Linked DNA regions of Mus musculus: region 2 is linked to region 1. The links are chromatin contacts, called in public Micro-C maps. All regions are on one chromosome and are shown on one strand. The core of a region is the stretch at or near the end of the contact, and the rest is flanking DNA. Distances in the headings are between cores, read along the strand shown. Region 1 holds the start of Klf13 (Kruppel-like factor 13). Region 2 holds the start of Tjp1 (tight junction protein 1).

Region 1 (3,406 bases), core at 516-3,015:
GAGAGGCGAGTGACCTCACGCCATCCCAGGTTTCAGGCTCAGGCCGGCCGCCCTGGTACAGGTGCCACCTGCCTGCACACAGCCCAAGAGCAAGTGAGAGTTGGATCAGAAAGGTCAGTGAACGGAGCGCGCCTTCCTAGAGCAAGCGCAGCCCCCTGCGGCCGGGCGCGCCCCCGCCGGCCGGATGGGCTGGGGCTCCCACAAAGAGCCGTGGGGTAGGGAGCGAGGACTGGGACCGCCCCCCGCGTCGGCCAGCGCCGCCGCTGGGTCGGGTTGCGACAAATTAAACCTTAGAGCCCTGGAAAAATTACAGGAAGAAGAGAACGAAGAATGTGCCGAGTGGCTGAAGGGAGCCCTGTCCCCGCGTGAACTTCGCCCGCCCCAGCCGGCCCCTCCCTCGCCAGAGCCCGCCCGGAGGCCTGGGAAGAGGGGTGGCGAGACTCCAGCTCCCCGAGCACCTACGCCCCAAAAGGGAGCGCCGCCTGCCCCCCCCCCCAACCACCTCTAGCGCACCTGCCCGCGCCGCCCGCAGCCCGGATGACGACATCTACCCCCGCGGCCCCGCCCCAAGAGCCTGGGAGGGGGCGTGCCCGATGGGGGCGCGGTCGCCGAGAGGGCGCCGGCTCCAAGCGCCACGGCCAGCGTCACGCGAGGCCAGAGCGCCAGGACAGGGGCGCGGCTGCGATCGCCCTCAGCTCATGGCTCCCCGCCCTCGGCCCCGGCCCCCTCTAGCGCTGGGCCCGAAGCTCTGGGGGCGTGGCCGGTCCCAAGCAGTCCCTAGTCCGCGCGTTCGCGGCGTCCCCGCCGCCCCACTGACCTGTGTGAGTTCTCAGGTGCGCCTTGAGGTGCGAAGATTTCCCGTAAACTTTCTCGCAGCCCGCGTAGTGGCACTTGTGCTTCCTCTGCGGGGACTCGAGGTCCGCGCGGCTCCGGCCTCGCCGACCCCTTTGTCTGAGGCCAGGCTCGCCGCTCCCCGCGGGGCCGGGCTCCTGCTCCAATGCCGCCTCCGGCTCGCTCCACGCGGGGCTGGGGGGCGCGGCCGGCGCGCCTGCTTGTCCCGGGGAGGCGGGCTCTGGGCCGGGTGGCGGCGCAGGGGGCGCAGGCGGCAGGCGGCAGGGGGTCCTCGCCTTGCGCGCAGCGGCCCCTTCTCTGCGTTCCGCGGGGGCGGGCGCCGGCGCCTGCTGGTTGAGGTCCGCTAGGATCCGAGCCACCACGAAAAGCGAGGCGCTGTCCTTGCCGTCGCGGCGCTCGTCAACGCGGGGCAGTGTGGGGGCGGCGGCGGCCGCGCCCTCGGGCCGGGGTTCAGGTCCTTCCCGCGGCTCGTGCACGACTGCGCGGCTGGACATGGACACGAGGCACTCGGCGGCAAAGTGGTCCACATAGGCGGCGGCTGCCATGCTGCGGGCTAGGGCGCGCGGTGCTCTCGCAGGAGTCGTCAGCGGCGCATCCGCACCCACGGCCTCCGGGAGCGGCGGGGGGCGGGGGCGCGGCGCGCCCTCTTCTCCGGCTGGGCTGGGCTGGGCTAGGCTGGGCGCGTAGCCGCTTCTGCCGTCACCCGCGCGGCTCCGCGTCCGCCTGGCCGGGCACTGGAGGGTGAGCGCATGGGGGGCTCCAGTAAGGAGGGTCCGCGTGCGGCGTCAGAGTCGGCCTGTCTTAGGGACGTCGAGCGGAGGCGACGTTAGGCACGACCCCTGCAAGTTGTGGTCGCAGTTCCACCGTGCATTGTGGCAGGCGGGACAGCCTCCGTGCGCGCCGCGGCTCGGTGTGGGCGGACCGGCCCCGGGGGTGGGCGGGGCCGGGGCCACATCTGGACCCGACGTCAGCCCCCAGCCACATCCTGGCGGCGCAGGTTACAGGCGGCAGCGGCCGCAGGGAGCAGCGCGCACGAAGGGGGCGGGGAGCCTGGAGCGCCTCAGGAGGGGCGTGGCCAGTGGTAGACGCGAACTCCATTGGCTCTTGAGTACTTTATGCAGCCAATCCGGTCCTCGAGAGGGTTCTACTGGCCGCGGGACCTGCGCGCGCCAGTGGGCGTGCCCCTGGGCCTGCAAGAGGAGGGGCGGAAATCGGAGCCGGGCGCGCGGCGCGCAGACGCATGACGTCCGAGGGTGGCGGGCCGCTGTGTAGCGGCGCAGGGCTGGGGCGCGTGCCTCCCGCAGCGGGAACCCCGCCGGCCCTTTCCATGCCAGAGCTTTTGTGAGCAGGCAGCAGTGGGTGGCACGAGGATGGCAACACTGAGCAAGACACCCTGTGGTCGCTCCGCCCGCCGGGAGTGCGGGCAAGGTGGCGTATCGGTCCCTATGGGACCTAAGCGGCCGACCTCGCCTATGGGCGGGACATTACCGAGCCTCACCCCACCGCAGCGGAGTTCTCTGGTGGCCGGGTTTGCATTGCCCATCTCCAGCCACCTCCTCACCCCGCTCCTATTGAGCTCCGGTTCTCTACGCAACCTTGGCCCGAGCCTTGTCACCACTGGGGCCGCCCCGCCCCCGCGCGGCCGAACTGCCCTTGAGCCTATGTTAACCTGGCTGATGCAGGACCCACCACTGCCAATGCTGAGGGAGTGAGCTACGTGCTGGGGCTGCGGTCGCGGCTGTTCAGGGAACACGGGGCCCCTTCCTCCCCCTTCCTGCCCCAGGCCTGCTGCCAACTTCTCCAGGCCGCCCCTCTCCCACCGCGGTCCTGGAGGCTTCAAACACCACCAGCTGCGAGGACCCCGCCCAGGGCGCCCCACCCATCCACTGTCTGGGCCTCTGAAGGAAATGCTCCGCTGCGTCCTGCCGGGGCCTTCCAACTAGGCCACCTTGCTCTAAAGTCTAGACACACATTCATGTTCTTTCCTCTCTGAACACTAGGCCATCATCAGAGAGACCCGTAGCTTCCAACTGCCTTTGAACCAATCTTAACACACTCAAAAGACTTTGGCCGCAACTGGCCTCTGACCTGTGAGGGTAGGATCAGCAGCCTCTCCTTTTCATTGTGGATGATACCTTAAAATAAGTCAGCCACCAAGTCAGGGAGACCCGACTGCCGGTTGGTCGACCCCAGTGAGCTAAAGAAGGGTCAGTCACCTCACTACTGGTGAAAATTAAGAACCATGGCTCTGATTTCAAGTTCTTCCCCAAGTTAAATGGGAGCCTAAAATAGAAAAGACTTTGATTTCTGATAATTGAGGAAACTGAACAATTTGGAATTTTCAGTTGTGAAACTTTAGGTTAACGTTTGAACACCCCGAGTGTGAGCACACACCCTGAATTTCCACACCATTGGGCTGCTGTTTTGTGGAGAAGCTGGATCAGGGCTTTGTAGGAGGGTCTCCACTTGGCAGAAAGTAGTCATCTTTGTTCCAGGCAGATTATGTTGATGGCATTTAAGAGACTGTGTCCTGACCAAGTGATGACTCAGATTG
Region 2 (3,392 bases), core at 356-2,855, 1.4 Mb after region 1:
TCACACTCTGAAACAAACTGACATTCTGTGTAATATGGCAACAAAGCCTTTCATCCCAGGAAAGGAAGTCCCAGCAAATGCAAATATCATCACTTATATTTTAAAAGTAACAAATGTTGCACTGATTCTAGTTTTTGGACCCAGTCTTTCTTTTAGATCTCTTATCAATGTTTGCTCAAAAAAAAAGATACAAACTAAATTACTCCTACAGGAGCAATACTCTATTCCTTAAAACAATCTATACTAAACCTTGTATCTGCCAAAGAAACAAGGTCCTGTCAAGAATTCAGAAATTTCCATCTATTCTCAAAGGTTATGATTAAGTATTTCAAATAGAAAACTACATAAAATCACCACCTGTTTAAGCTGTTTGAATAACGGATTGATTTTTCTCACACTGTATGTCTGTCATTGAAAAAGCAAGCACTTTAGGATTTTTTTTTAATTAAAACGTACAAAAGAAGGATTCTACTTCATCTTTAAGAATTTTAGCCTAATGTAATAATAATATAACACACTGTCAAGAAGCACACTTCAAAGCACACAGGAAAATAGGCAAGTTGTTTTGTGCAGAATTCACCGGGCTCTTTTGGTTTGCACCCATCTTACTGTCCATGTGTAGGGACACTTTGTGCTACTTCTGAAAGTTGAAATTAAAGTGCTTAAAAACTTTCCTCCTTCTGTGGCCTCACATAAATAATAAACCTCAAAATAAACCATAGCTACTCTAGAGCTGAGTGTTTTGCTGTCTCCAAGCTTTATCGCTGCCATTGCGCATACCGCAGCGGGTGACATCAGATCGAAACTATAGGGTTTCGTCGGGTACCAACCACTCCTCCAGAGCCAGCCCCGCGGCTACCCACCCACCCTCCTGCTGCAGCTGACACCCCCGGGTCTCCGCAGACACGCTCCCGGGACCTGAGAATCCTCACCCGGGGCGACTTTCCAGGCGCGGGACCTGTTGCACGTCGCCTCCCAGCGCGAGCCGGAGCCAGGCACCGGCAGCCGTGCACCTGCCCGGGCGGCAGGCGCACCCCCAGCCCGCCCTCCCGCCTTCCCTCACCGCCCCGCCGCGGTCGCCCCCGGCTGCCGCCGCGGGGAGGGCGGGGCGAGGCTCCCCCGCCGCCCCCCGCCGCCCAGCCCGCCGCCCGGCTGGCCGAGAGGTTCTCACCTTAGCGGCCGCGGCCCTGGCGGACATCTTGTCTCTCTCCGCGCCGCGCGAAGCTCCTCGGACCCGAAACTCCGCGCCGCCGGCCCGCCCGCTCCTCACGCCACCGTCCGCATAAACATCTCCCGGGGACGAGCGGGGCAGGGGCGGGGGAGGCCGGAAAGGCCCGGCCCACGGGGAGGGGATTCAAGTGGGACAAAAGTCCGGGAAGCGTCCGCCCCGCCCGGGCTTCTCCGCGGGGCACACCCGGCCGCCTGCTCGGCCTCCGCCGCCCTCCGCCGGCTCGCCGCTCCGCAGTACCCGGGCCTCCGGCTGTCCCCTACACCCTCGGGCGTCTCCTCCAAAGCCTGCTCCCGCACGTAACTTCCCCGGAACGCGCGGCCGCCGAGAGACGTGCCGTCGGCGGGCAGAGCCGTCGCGGGCAACTCAGGCGGCCACGCAAAACCTGCCGGACCGGGCCACTGAGCATGCCCAGCCGGCGGGGGCGGGGCCTCCGCGAGGGGCGGGGCCAGGCCGGGTCCGACCCCCGCGCGGAAGGAAAAGCTCGGCTACCCAAGTTACTTGCTAGGCGGTTTCCGCTGCCGCGCGATCCATCCTGTTTGTTTTTATCACAGATCCGGCAGAATTCGATTCACCCCCACCCCCGAGAACCCCAAACTCCTGTGTACTAAAGCTTTTTGACTCCCTACACAGACTTGTCTACTTTCTCCTCAACCAGCAACCCCAGATGGGCCCCACGCAGGAGTGTGACAATTAAGGTCGGCCTGGCCAATACCCAACTGTGGTTTCTTTAGCCTCGCAAGTAACAATGGTCACAACTGTCACCATGTGTCTCGGCACTGTTACCCCATTGGAGATATGTTTTTGTTTAAAGCACAACAGAAGCGTTCTAGAAGGCTCAGGACAAACCGACTGCCTTAAATAAACCAGGTACAAATCTGGACACTGAGATAATCCCAGCCCCCTTCTCCCGCCTCGCTAGACAGGGATCTCAATAGAATATTTTAGGCTATCAAGATTGCTGAAATTCTTGGCCCCTGAAGAGACAGAGCAGGCTGCCTGCCTTTCTAAACCAGAAAAGGATGTAAGGACACGCGGAATTCAACAAGTTCAATAGGCCACTGTGCAAACTTAGGCCAACTGTCTTGCTGAACCAAAAAAAAAAAAAAAAAAAAATTAGGTAGAAAACTATTTCGAGCTTCATTAATTTACATTCTGTATACTGCAAAGCTCTTAAGGAATATTAGAAAAATTTAGTAACATTAGATAACATCCTAAAGTACCTAGCATAGTGCTACAGTAGCCATACAAGGAAGAGGGAGACAGAAGCATCGGCTTTTAGACTATTGTTGTCTTTTGAGAATTCAACTATATGACCAATTTAAACCTAATTCTAACTTGGAAATATCCATACATGAAATGTAAACATCAATTAAGGTTTCAAAGTCAAGTATTTTGTAACTCTAAGCCAGCTGAACCAGAAAAGAGCATCGTGCAAACCAAACCCTGTTTCTCGGCATGTAGGAAAACAGTTAAAGTCAGTTTTGTTTTTTGTTTTGTTTTGTTTTAGTTGTGGTGTGTGTAGTTATTTCACAGGCAAAGTGTCCTGTGTTCTCTCAAAGGGGGTGATTAAATTTATCCTATGAGAAAACAGCATTATAAAAGACTTGGGTGTGCTGTGGCTGAGAAAGCGGTTCCTGAAGGACTTTCATACCAGGGAGGGCATTACCATTTAATAAGAGATGCACTCTGCAAACCTGCCTAGCAGTTTGATGCGCCTACTCCTTCCCTTTTCTCTTTGGTCAATCAGTTTATCAAGTCTATTATGTAAGCTAAATATTAGATCACTACATCGTGTCTACATCTAATTTACCTGATTGGTCTTATCTTGCCATGGCTTTAAAAAAAAAATGAAATCAAGGAAAACCATTTCACTTTCAGAACACTTTGCTTTAAAAAGTGTGTCAATTAAAAATTTCCAAATAATGTAACCATTCTTAAAATTTTTCCAGTGGTATTTTGAGTAACCAAATTAAATTATCTAACATGAACTATAAGCTGCACTAGGTAAGTTGAATAGATTTTTTTTTTTTCTGAAACAGGGTTTCTCTGTGTAGCCCTGGCTGTCCTGCAACTCACTCTGTAGACCAGGCTGGCCTCGAACTCAGAAATCCGCCTGCCTCTGCCTCCTGAGTGCTGGGATTAAAGGCGTGCACCACCACGC

Evidence for each region. Hi-C and Micro-C count contacts between places; a contact is called where the count stands out from the background.
Region 2: a contact with region 1 is called in a Micro-C map of embryonic stem cells, with 13 times the contacts expected there. The contact joins the promoter of Tjp1 here to the promoter of Klf13 in region 1. A contact is called at or near these places in 1 of 39 promoter capture datasets (liver) and 2 of 484 Hi-C or Micro-C datasets (both in embryonic stem cells).

Annotation. Positions count from the first base shown.
Region 1 is chr7:63,937,150-63,940,555 of GRCm38.p6, forward strand. Klf13 (Kruppel-like factor 13) reads right to left here and starts at 1,766. Exons shown (of 2, transcript NM_021366.3): 1 at 818-1,766. The coding sequence starts at 1,397.
Region 2 is chr7:65,369,639-65,373,030 of GRCm38.p6, forward strand. Tjp1 (tight junction protein 1) reads right to left here and starts at 1,606. Exons shown (of 27, transcript NM_001163574.1): 1 at 1,172-1,606. The coding sequence starts at 1,198.